Regions from separate parts of the Arachis hypogaea genome. Here region 2 is linked to region 1. Evidence: chromatin contacts called from public Hi-C data. All regions are on one chromosome and are shown on one strand. The core of a region is the stretch at or near the end of the contact, and the rest is flanking DNA. Distances in the headings are between cores, read along the strand shown. Region 1 has its middle 5.5 kb from the start of LOC112723537. Region 2 overlaps LOC112723541 (4-coumarate--CoA ligase CCL1).

The links. Hi-C and Micro-C count contacts between places; a contact is called where the count stands out from the background.
Region 2: a contact with region 1 is called in a Hi-C map of leaf, with 6 times the contacts expected there. The contact joins two enhancer-like sites. A contact is called at or near these places in 2 of 8 Hi-C or Micro-C datasets (both in leaf).

Annotation. Positions count from the first base shown.
Region 1 is chr11:147,805,927-147,812,487 of arahy.Tifrunner.gnm2.J5K5, forward strand. No RefSeq gene overlaps it. Among protein-coding and RNA genes, the nearest start is that of LOC112723537, 5.5 kb to the left of the region's middle. Within about 2 kb of position 3,720, at least 2 of the 3 cell types and tissues checked have open chromatin away from gene starts, as enhancers often do.
Region 2 is chr11:147,842,923-147,849,483 of arahy.Tifrunner.gnm2.J5K5, forward strand. LOC112723541 (4-coumarate--CoA ligase CCL1) reads right to left here. Exons shown (of 4, transcript XM_025774943.3): 1 at 6,480-6,561; 2 at 5,078-5,273; 3 at 3,512-3,725; 4 at 2,709-3,216. The coding sequence ends at 2,991. Among protein-coding and RNA genes, the nearest start is that of LOC112723541, 4.7 kb to the right of the region's middle. Within about 2 kb of position 2,784, at least 3 of the 3 cell types and tissues checked have open chromatin away from gene starts, as enhancers often do.

The DNA of each region.
Region 1 (6,561 bases), core at 2,470-4,969:
AATTTCTTACATTTCTCTAATTATATTAGAATTTAGATTTTGGCTTCACTTTGGTGTGAGAAACTGTTATAACATGAATATCCATTATTTAATAAGTCGTGATTCTTTCAACCATTCAAAACAATTTGGGTGGCTCAAATTTTTAAAAGTCGCGGCAGCTTAAAATTTGTATGGTCAACTCAATTTTAAGGAGGTTGGGAAAAAGATAAATTTATACATGCATAAATAGGATCGTATGGTATGAGGGACAAGACAATCACAGTAAAAACAAAATATACTTATACTCTCATAAATAATATATGTGCATGAAATAATAATATATTATTGAAAAATAGATATAGAATCTCTATTTGGTAATGCTAGAAAAAAAAATACTTGTTTTATTAATAAATATAAAATAAAATAAGTTATTACTAGTTTTGATTAATTCTTTTTAGTTATTAAATATTCTATCAATTTTATTTATTTATTTATTTTACAACACTTATTTCTTTTGTATTTATTCTTTTCTCAAAGTAACATTTAAAAAAAAAAAAATTGCGACGATATCTCCTAATTCGATAGGTCAAAGACTGTCGTGGATCTGAACTCCATTTAAGGGGTTAATCAATTGATTGTTATAAGTATAAGGCGAAATTCGAACTCCCAATACTTATTTAAGCAGACGAATGAGTTGAGCACTCGATCAACTTAAGTTGATTTTCAAAAAAACCTTATAATTTGTTATTACTAGGTACCAATTAATTCAATACGGAGCTTAGTTACAATTTTGATGAGACTTTTGGAATTTTGGCTCTCCTGGCCTCGGCGACTTGTCAATCTTACATTTGTATCTTGGAATGGGTTGATTTTTTTCTTTTTTGGGTATGAGTGTATGACTATATGAGAGTTTATGTAGTGGAGTTATTAGTTGGTTTTTTTGTTCCAAATAAATTGGACAGTTTTTCAATTTTAGGGATTATATCACAAATTTACATATATTTACATGTACAAATAAGATTTTTTTTTTTTTTTGTATTTAAACGAGGCTAAAACGCCCAAAAGAAAAAAACAAGAAACTAAATACAGATAGAACGGGATAAGATAGCCCCTCTCATCCTCCTGGAAAATGCTAACTAACTCTGGGAATGGATAATCCCATAACAAAAACCCAAAATCAAGATCAATACTCTTCCTGGCCAGGCAATCTGCACACTTGTTGCCTTCCCTATAGTTATGTACAAAAAAAAATTCTCCAATCAAGCTTTTTCAGTTCACTAATCCTTCTAATCAAAGAATTAGGGTGCCTTTCTAACTTTCTTTCCCCATTCAATAACTTCACCACTCCCTCTGAGTCACATTCTACCATTATCTTCTTCATCCCTAATCTCCTTGTCAGGTTCAGCCCTTGTACAACACCCCACAGTTCAGCGATGAAAGCAGAGCAGTTTCAATCGTGTGAGTGAAGCCTGCAACCCACTTTCCGTTCTCATCCCGCAGGAGGCCGCCGCAACCCGCCTTGCCCGCATTCCCTACCAACGCTCCATCGACGTTAAGCTTCAGCCAGCCCTTCGGCGGGGGTTTCCATCCCACCCGGCCCAGTCTTCTCACCCGCACCTTTCTCACCAGGTAAGCTTTTTTAAAAGTTTTGTTAATTTCCTGAATTTCTTTGATGATTTCTCTATATGGCTGGATTGGTCTTCTGTAATTGTCCTCATGATTTTCCTTATTTCTCCAAAACCAGATTTTTGAGCATGTAACTATGTATATATCCTTCTAATCTATATTTTGGTTATGTCCCAATTATTTTCTTAGGTTAACTTCCACCCAATCTTCCCAATTAAGACTAAAGAATTTATGCAATTCCATAGGATTAAGAAAATTAACCCAAATTGTTGACGCTTTAGGACAATCTCTGAATAGGTGTAGAAGATCTTCTTGCACTCCTTAAAAAATCTTGCAATCTCCATTTCCACCAAACAATCTTGCTATTCTATGGTTTGCATGAGTTTTCTTATGCATAACAGTCCACATGAAAACCTTGACTTTTTGGGGGGCCTTTCCAGCTCCATAGGTGACTCCAAATAGTTTTATTAGGTTTGCTTCAATTGTTTAGAACTCTATAGGTCGATGCAATCGAGAAATCTTCATTCTCATTATGCTTCCACCCTTTTCTATCCTCATCTGCCTCAAAATGAGGAGGGTATGTTGCTATAATTTTTTGGAAATCTCTTCTGGCAGATAGGTATTGAGTTTTCTCCGGTTCCATTCTCCATTCTCTTCCACCCATTCTGAGACAAGGCTATTGCTATCTGAAATCTGTGTTTTGGCACTCTCCTGAAGTGCTCCTGCCCCTTCAAGCCAGTGATCATGCCAAAATCTAGTACGCTTCTCATTCCCAATAAACTTAACAGTGTTTGATTGAAAAGTTAGCCAAATTTCGAGAACTTCTCTCCAGAAGCTCGAATATGTGTTTCTACCTTTCGTGTCGTCATCAATTAGGTTCCCATCACAGTATTTGTGCTTAAGAACTTTCACCCACATCTGCTCTGGGTTTTCATCCATTTGCCATAAAATTTTTATAAGGAAAGCATCATTCCTGGATGATAGCTTCCTGAACCCCAATCCTCCTTCGTGTCTTGGCAGGCACATAGTCTTCCATCCAATCAGGTGCAATCTTTTTTTATTTGGTTCGTCTCTCCATATGAAGTTTCTCTGAAGTCTTTCCACCTCCCTACAAACTCCTTTAGGTATCCTTTCATGCTGCATCTGGTAGTTCAGAATCGGACTAATAGTTGATTGTGCAAGTGTTAATCTTCCTGCCAAAGAAAGACACTTAGTCTTCTAACCTTTAAGTTTTCTTTAAACCCTTCTCACTATGTCCTTATACCTCTCCTTTCCTTCCCTTTTGTCAGAGATGCGCGCTCCCAAGTATTTGCCTAACTCTTTCTGTTCTTTAAATTTAGACAAATTTAGAATCTCCTCCTTTGTACTTCCAACCGTATTCTTAGAGAACACAATGGCAGTCTTATCTTCATTTATTTTCAATCCCGAAGTATTACAAAAAGTTTCTAATACACCTTTTATTCTTTCCATTTGGTCTTGTGTTGCTTCCGCAAAAAGAAGGTCGTCCGCAAACATAAGATGGGATATTTTTGGTCCATCCCTACTCACCCCAATTGGCTTCCATTCTCCGTCCAGCACATTCTGTTCTATGAGGTGTGAGAGCTTGTCCATGCACATAACGAACAAGTAGGGCGAAATGGAATCCCCTTGTCGCAATCCTTTTTTTGGAATGAATTCTTCCGTCTTATTCCCATTCCAAATAACATTGAACGATACCGTACTCGCGCATTGCATTATAATCTCGACCATCTTATCTGACAATCTGAATTCTTCTAATCTAGTCTTGAGAAAATCCCAACTCATCCTGTCATAGACTTTTTCGAAGTCTATTTTGATCGCTATGAACCGTTTTCTCCCCTTCATTCTCTTCATAGTATGAATAAGCTCCTTTGCAATGATAATGTTGTCCTGAATTTTTCTTTCCAGTATGAAACTTGACTGGTACGCCGCTATTCTATCATTCAAGTGTGGTTTTAACCTTTCCACTAGCATTTTTATTATGACCTTATAGCACACATTGCATAGTGCTATAAGCCTGAACTGGTTAATCAGCTCTCGGTTGTTGATCTTAGACACCAAAGCAATGGGTTGTTGGTCAAGGAAGGATTTCATTTAGGGGGTTTTGACCTTTTGGGTCAAATAGACAAATACATGAGGTTTTTTGGGTCATAGCGTCACATGACACATAGATTCACAAGTGTAATCGTGTAAAGAACCATAGAAAATATTTGGGGAACAAAAAGACCAAAGAGTGAGAGAGATGACCAAAAGTACATCTACTTAGGCCCAACAAGACCCAAACAAAAGCAGGCCCAACATTTTTTCATTTGTTCAAAATACAATTAAAAATAGCTCTTCATTAATATTCTTTTTCAATTTCATTTTTCTAAATATTTATTTAAATAAAACATAAAAAATAATTAAATATGTAATTAATATTTACCTTTTTATTTCACAGTGCAAACAATTTATTTTTAAATAACAGAGAAATTAAAAATTATTTTTCATTATAGGCCACCGCCTTTCAATTCTGATATAGAATAATTTGATATTTGAAGATGAAATGGAGAGAATTATTGTCAACCACCAACTCTCTTAAAAGGTTCATTTCTTTTAAACATTAAGCTTTAATTTTGATTGGAAAGAGATGGCAAGAAGATCAAGATGCTTGGATGAAACAAGTGATGGTGGAAAGAATAGGATGATGTATCGCACCCAAAAATGATATTGGGCCATAAGAATTTTTTATTTTTCGTCGTTAATTAGTTATTAATATTTAAAAATATAGAATAAATATATGTTATTAAATTACTAGATAAATAAATTAGACTAAAAAAATTAAATTAATAATTAATTAATAATTAAAAATAATAAATTATAATGCTCCTAACATTTTTCGTATTTGCATTTCACCAAAAAGCATGATAGATCTGACCGAAAATATATAAACCATTAACCATATCTTTAAAGGAAACGAAATAATTAATAAAGAAAAGTGTTCGGTAGGTCGGATACCGTACGGGTCGGGTGAGTATCTCGGTTAACAAGGGGGAATCGACTGGACGTTCGTCTCTGGATTGGGGGGTAAGCGAGGTCGCGAGCTCTTCAGATGTAAAAGGGGGTGTCACCTGCAAAGATACTTCGACGCACAAGTCAGTAAAATGTGCAGGCGAAAAAAGGGGGTAGAGTCATGTGACGTGTCTTGGGGGAAGGGTAAAAACCTTCCCCTTATATACTGTATCAGAGGTGGGCTCTGCAAGAACAGGCCCACTTTTTCCGAGGCGTTCTCCTCACAGCTGTAGATGAGCTGTCGGGGACGCGCGTCCGGGTCGGCTGTGGAGCGCCTTACCCCTGACCGTTAGGATCGGGTGGTGCTTGGGTCGGGCCAACCCGTAGAAGATTTGGACTAGGCCGTAACAAAAAGGAAAACACAAAATTTATGGAACTTAAAAGAGGACATATATATTTATAATGCAAAGTTATCTCCACACGAAGAAACCACTTTAATTTGCCATGGCTCGCTTTATTACTTCTACTTATTGGATGCAGCTCTCTTTTTACTTTTTAGTGTTTACTCCAACTTAAGCCACACCTTTGTTTATTTTGTGATGAAAAAGCAAAGGGTTGTGAATTGTGATCTAGCTTTTTAGTGTTCAATACGTGTTAAATTGTTTCGCTGTATTTTCACCGATGAATACCCTATAGATTCTAAATCTTTTAAACCACTTTGGAGTGAAAATGCCACACCCCCAGTATGGTGTTGCAGTAATGAGAACATTATCCTTAGCTAGCTATTTCTTCCCATGTTATATGGTCTACGCTATTTGGACATAAAATTCAAACTCCTATCTTGTTTCTTCAGTTTCTAAATTTATGTTTGTACTAATTGAATTTAAAACAGTGAACTTTGAATGAGTCAAACATGCTTAATCTATTGATGTAACACTTATATATAATTAAATATTGGAGGCGACTCAGATAAAGACGCCTAAAACGTCTTTTTTTAAAGATGTTTTTATGTTGTGTTTTAATTGGTTTCTGTATAATTTATTCGGTGTTACTCATCACATATTATTAAATTTCTCAAAAGATTTTCTTTCCAGAAACAATAAAAAACATTTAATTTGGACTAAAACAAAAAAGGTAATAAATTAACTATTAGATTTTTTTTAAAAGAATATTTACATAAAAAAATATATCGCATTCATCAAAATATATATATATATATAACAAGTTCTTAAAATTTTTATAAATAAAAAAATAATTAATTTATATTCGTACAATATATAAAATAATTACTATATTATTATTATATTATATATTAAGATTCACTAATTTAAATTTTTTTTTATTTTTAATATAAGCATTAGAAATAAATAAAATTTTCATAACTAAATGTAGTGTAACAAAATATATATAATATTAATTAGTTCTTAAAAAATTTTAAAAAAAATAGTTTCTTTCATTTTAGTAAAATAACTATTTATTAAAGTAGACAAATTAATTATTTTCTTCTCATATACAATTTTTTTAAGATATAAAAGTAATTAATTAGGACATTGGTTAAGATAATTAAAGTCACTATTTCATTAAACTTTTAATTTAAAGAAAAATCCTAGTTAATTTTGGTATAGAAATTTCGAATTTGAAAACATTGATAAAAATTATGTTGAATTTTGATTTATTTGATTCTCATTTAAATTAATCACTACATAAGTTAAAGTTCTGTTTTGAAGTTATATTCGAGCTTTAATCTGATTTTTAAAGTTTCAATTTACTTAGTTTGATTTTTTAACTTAGGTATCCGTGACTCATATTAGGGTTTTAAGTGTTTAGTTGAAAAAAAATAAGGTAAAAAAATTTCAATTGTCACATCAAACAGTCGCTAGAATGTATAATGTAACAGTCGTTAGTCCATCTCAGTATGTTATTAACGATTTTGTAAGACAGTGACAA
Region 2 (6,561 bases), core at 1,534-4,033, 36 kb after region 1:
TGTTGCAAATTTGTTCCACGTATGAGGCTACATTCATACCAACAACGAACCCAATTATATAGTTGCTACCGGGGAAAAAAGAAAAAAAAAATCACCTTATGAAAATTACAAACAAAAACCATTTAAAAAAAAAAGTACAAACTCAGGTGTAGTTGATTTTACATGAAGTTGATAGTTGAGAGATGTTAGATAATTTGACTGATTTGATTAAATTTTCATCTAAAAGCTTTCAATTATTAACTTCACGTGAAGTCAACTGTACTTGAGTTTTTACCTTAAAAAAACATCGAACACAAAAGCAAATAGTGAAAGTATTCGTCGGTGTCCTTTTCTAGTGCAAGCTTATTGAAAATGTCTAAACTTTTCCAGCATAAGTTTGGAACAATTTAGCGGAAAGATATAGGTTAGAGGTTAGTCTTTACTTTATGGTTTATTGTTTTATGGAAAAAGTAGAGAGACGAAACGATGGAAAGTGGAAACACGAATTACACAATATTTTAGAATTTAAGTCCGTCCTTGTGTTATGTTAGTATTGTACCATCTGATTGTTTTATTTTGATTTTTGAATTCAAAAAATATTAGAAGCTCAACGTTTTTTTATCGATATTAAATATGATGAATGCTACGGTGCCTAAAAAGTGGTGTCTATTTACTAAAAAAAGTTAAAAAGTAATATTTAATTTAAAAGATATAACAATAAATAATTTTTAAAAAATCAAAACTTACTATAAAAGATAAGTTAGGCAAAATTTAGACACCAACTCATAGGTACCATAGAATTGGGCATTAAATATTTAGAGTTAATATTTTATTTTATATTATTAAAATTTTAAATTTAGTATTTGAAATTTAGTCTTTTGTATTTGTTCTTGTATAGATACCTAGAGGGAGAGCTCGGTCTCTGGGAATCGATGCCGAGTTGTTATCTTCGGTGCCGACCTTTGAGCTTTGTGGTAATTTGAGTTTTACTCCAAGGGGATGTCCAATCGCGTAGAGCTTTGAGCAAGAAACAAGGGGAAAGTGTACCTGCAAAGGCACTCCGAAACTTAAGTCAGTATTGAAAATTCAATGTGTCTGTTGAGGATAAAATATCATACCTTTATAGGTGAAGTAAGATAGGTCAATTACATTCCCTATCTGAATTGATGAGCAGTTATTAGGTTTAATAAGTAATAAATACCTGGTCAGACAGTTTTATTCCAAGATGTAGTCCGTTGAGTCCGATTATAACGTGTAACCGCCAAGTTATGACGCAAATTGCCGAGTTATAGTGTATAATACTGAGTTAAGGCATTGAATTTGTAACGGCCGGATCATAACCCCCAAGCTTAGCTTGGGAATATGTTTAATGAAGTAGGTTGAGCTTGTAATGAATCATAAGTCGGCCTCTGAGTGAGTTCATAACTCGATGACTAATATGGCCTTAGAGCCCCCAGTTCAAGTTGCTTTATTAAACGGTTATTTATGCTAAAGAGTGGTATGATGGTAATGTTGAAGAAGAAGATGAAAATGTCGGGTAGATTTTTAGTTATCTCGTGGAATTTGTACGTTTGTTTTGAACTCTTTTACTTTGTTCATTCGACAGATGCTTATCCCTTGTTGTGGTTGTTTAAAATATGTTATTTTTGGTATCTAAACAGTATTTGAAATTGGCTAAATATTGACAAAAAATAATAAATTTTATTGGTCAATAATATTATTTTCTTATAAAAATATTATTTATATATTAAAATTAGTCACTAAAATTAGATATTGTATATTTATGTATAAATATATGTATTATTTAATTTATTTTTAATATATATTTTATATTTTAACATATATTTTATACTAATAGTTGATTTTAGTATATATATAACATAATTAATTTTTTTATATGTGAATATTTAGAATAGTCGAATATTGCAAGTTTATTTAACTCGATCACTTGAAAAGATAGGATTATTTTTAAGACATTGCATTTAAACAATCAAAAATACTATTTACGTACTAAAATTTGGTATTATATATTTGTGTATAAATATATATAATTTAATTTATTTTTAATATGTATGTTATACTTTAATGATGTTTTATATTGGTTGTCACACAGTAATTTTTTTTTGGTAAGATAATGGGTACTAAACCCAAGGAAAAAAACAAATATATGACTTAAAGGTTCTGGGGCAAGGTGGCCCTTTAACATCATCACTCAGTAAGTAACTGAAGAAGATTAAAGGTGAGAAATCTAAGAAGTAAAAGTCGTCTTTGTACTTGATGCTATTTTGAGCTAACCAATGAGCACACAATTTATTGGAGGAGATTAGTTTTGTGACCTTTTTTTTTTTCAACAAGATGAAGTAATCGTAAAAGGTATTTTCTTTTTTGGTCATGATCCTAAAATGTGTTTGTTAAGGTAAAATTCGTAAACAGCATAACTCTTCTTCACAAAGCCATTTTTGTTGAGAGTCTAATTGGGTCTTACACTGGATTAGTCAGCAGGCCTTAACTTTAAATTGGATCTAACCCACGTCCAAACAAAAGAGATTGGTGGTTTTTTTTTATCTTGTTTTTGTCAAGAAAGTTTTTGGTATAGAGTTATGATTTTCAATACTTCACTAACTAAAGATGATGAATTGTTACTGCTAGTGTTTTTTTGTCTCTTGGGCTTGGGCCCCTATTTTATACCAAAAATTAAAAGATGATGAATTGTTATGACAAAAAAAAAATTGATGAATGTACTGTATTACATACATGTGCACAAGCTGGAAGCTGCAATTGGTGTCTTGACATATGCATGTGTTGTTGTAGTCCTTGTATGATAGCGCAACTATGAAATTACCATTATACCATACATATATATATAACTGGATTATAATACAAGATTTGATTATGTGATTGATGATGTCATGAAAATACAAACATACAAACAAAAAGAAATTAATAGGAGGACGGCCTCTTTTGTACGTGGTTACGTTGACCTTGTTTGACCAAGACCAATATATAGCTAGCTAATTGGTCACCAAACCTTCGTTAAGCCTTGCTGTTAATACCTTCCTCAGAATTTTTCCTGACGCTGCTTTTGGAATACTTTCAGTGAAGAACACTCTGTTTATTCTCTTGTAAAATACCACCTGTTTAGAAATATATTTCTTGATTTCATCCTCGGTGATATTAGAACCATTTGATCTCACAACAAATGCAACTGGTACTTCTCCAGCAACTTCATCTTTCAGCCTGAATGTAATGTAATTAGAAAAAGTCAAACAGAGTAGGAGAGTAAGAATTTGTTTGGGTGATCTTCTAAAAAAAATTTTTTTTAGAGTTATTTTTTTTTTAAATTTTATAAAAAATTTAAAATAATTTTATGTTTGAGTATCTCATGTAAAAAGATCTTTTTATTTATCAATTATATTTGAGTATAACGATATAAAAATATTTTTTTGTTTATTTATTACATGCAAAAATAATGACATCCAAACAAGTACTAAAAAGTTTTTAGTGGAGTAGGTACTTAGGGTAACAAACTTACGGTACAACAGCGGCATCAGAGATGTTTGGGTGGGCAATCAACAAAGATTCCAGCTCAGCAGGTGCCACTTGGTATCCTTTGTATTTGATAAGCTCCTTCAAGCGATCAACGATGAATAGCTCATCATCATCATCAATGTAACCAATGTCACCCGTGTGTAACCATCCTTCTTTGTCTATGGTTCTCTCCGTCGCCTCTCGGTCATTCAGGTACCCTAACCAAATTAAATCATATCATTAATTACGTAACAAATTAAAAATAAGACTTTTTTAAGAACTTATGCCATGTGGCATTGGCATATATATAATGATGACGATTGTAAAGACAGGTGGGCCCAAACTACTTAAGATAAGTTAGGTGAGGATGTTGACTTAAAATGGGTTATCCAATCAACACTGCCTTCACCTACAACTTTGAACAAATTCAGCCTTTGACAGCGCTTACACGTTTGGTCTCCTGGATCATCTATTGAGCTATGTTATTAGAAAATGCTAATTATTTCACGAATTATTTAGGGTGAATTATATGATAAAGATATAAATTTATATTTTTTTATAGGATGAAAGAGAAATTAAAAAAATTAAAATTTATATTTAGAATAATAATAAAATAATAAAAAATAATTATAAAAAAAATTTATATATTTTTTTATATAATTTTAATTTGAATAATAAAATATTTTTTTATTTAATTATGAATTTAATTTTTTTAATTTATTAATTTAATAATATAATAATAAAAAATAATAAATTTTAATGGCTTTTTAATATTTTTTTTATAGGAAGTATAGGGAACTAATGGAATATATATACAATGTGTATAATGAAGATTTATGGATGTTCGATTCAGTAGGATATCAGATGTTTATTATCTCTAGTATCTGAATTGTTATTCTAGATAATATGGGTGTATTGTGTTTGAGAAATTAATAGTATTTTATTCTGAATATTTATTTTTTAATTCATATTGAGCCAAATAAACAGTTCATTGTACACATTGTACATAGCTCCTAACGAGATTCTTTTTCTTATTCGAGTGTCTTGAGTATATTGGAAGTACCAATACACAGAAGTTGTGGTTGGTGAGTATGAAAGGTGCTTTACGTGGAAGCCCTCATAACTTGGTATATTACGTACAGTGTTCACGTCCTCAATTTTCTGTTTGTTTTGGTAACCCGTAGCCACTAACATGAAATATTTAATTATTACAATACAAATCCAAACCCACCCACTTTGTTCCACCAAACTTACAACTACCCCACATTAGACTATAGTCTGTATAGTGCGCATCTCCTACTACGAGAAAATGACAACCCCGATAGAGATGCGATGTGACCGCATCACTTATCTCCGACTAAGCTTTTTGTTTCAGTTGTGTTAATTGTTACATATCTAAAGCATTACGTTTGGCCCTTAGGTGGTAAAATATCACATTCTTACCTAATTATTAGAATGCATAGTATGATGATGATTAATTGATTATATAATGGGTTTGCTAGTGTTGTCCATTATATTTGGGTAGAAGCTAAGATGCATGTAGAGATGAATAATAGATAGTATCGTATACCTTTCATGACTTTAGTGCCTCGAATGCAAATTTCACCGGGTTTGTTTGGTGGAAGGGAAGTACCAGTTTCAGTGTCGACGATTTTCATCTCAGCGTTTCTAACGACGGAGCCGCATGCACCTGATTTAACGTTGAATGGTTCCTTTGCAAATGCTAAGCTTATGGCAAGTGGCCCCGCTTCTGTCATCCCATAACCCTGTGTATCATCATAATCAAATAAAATCTATACATTATCCATCATAATCACTCTATTGAAAATATCAAATTCATATTTTCTAGCGAAAACTTTAATTTTATTGTTAGAAGAAATCAGTAGCGTAAATAATGGCATATTATGTACTTAAATAGGGATATCTTCGTGTAAGAATAATGATTAATGTAATTAATGAGTAAAAATGGGTCTAATAATTCAATTAAAAAAATGCTTACTAGAAGTAGAATTTAATATAAATAGAATAATAATTATAGAAACATGAAGTTAGTAATGAATATATTTATTTTTTAAATTTTTTTTAAATAGAATTATTTCTTTTCCTTCTGATTTCTCTTCGGTTGATTAATTATCTTTTATTCTAATTTATTTCCTCTTACAATGGAAATTAATTAACAAATATAGAAAATTAGAATAGAAAATAATTAATCAATAAAAATTAGGGAGATTCAAAAAGGAAAAAAAAATTTCTTTAAAGGAATTCTAAAAAAGGAATATATTCATTACTAATTCTATGCTTCCATAACTCTATCACTACTATTCTATTTGTAAATTTTACTCCTACTAAAAATTTTGTTAATTAGACTATTGAACTTATTACCGTTAACATATTTGAGTTGCCTAAATATACTAAATTATTTAACTGTTTTTAATTTTATTTTAAAATTCTCAATAATTACTCTATTGAAAATATCAAAATCATATCTTTTAGAGAAAACTTTAATTTCATTGTTAGAAGAAATCAGTAGCGTAAATTGTAATTGACCCATTAATTTCATTATTACTATTAATTAATAGAAAAGTATAGGATATTAATATATTATTTGTGAATTTATTACTAATAATTATTAATTATTATATTTTAAAGAAAATCAGTCATAACTTGCCTTATTTAACATTTATTAATTGTTGCGATAATTAATTAATACTAAATAAGGTAAGTTCTGGCTTTTTTTTGTTTACCTAGCTAGCATTACCCATATTTTAAATATATGTATAAAGATACACATCCAAAAAATATATCTATAAAGATATTTCTATTAGACACAATTATAAAATAAACTATTTTTATCAGACACATCCACAAAAATACTTCCATTAAATACCATTATAAATCAGAGTTCACAGAAATTCATAAAAATACTGTTAGTAAAATAGCAAAATTGTAATTAATAATAAATTAATATTAACCTGTCCGAGAATGGCATGGGGAAGCCTAGCCTTGACAGCTTCCTGAAGCTCCATTCCCATGGGAGCGGCACCTGATATCACC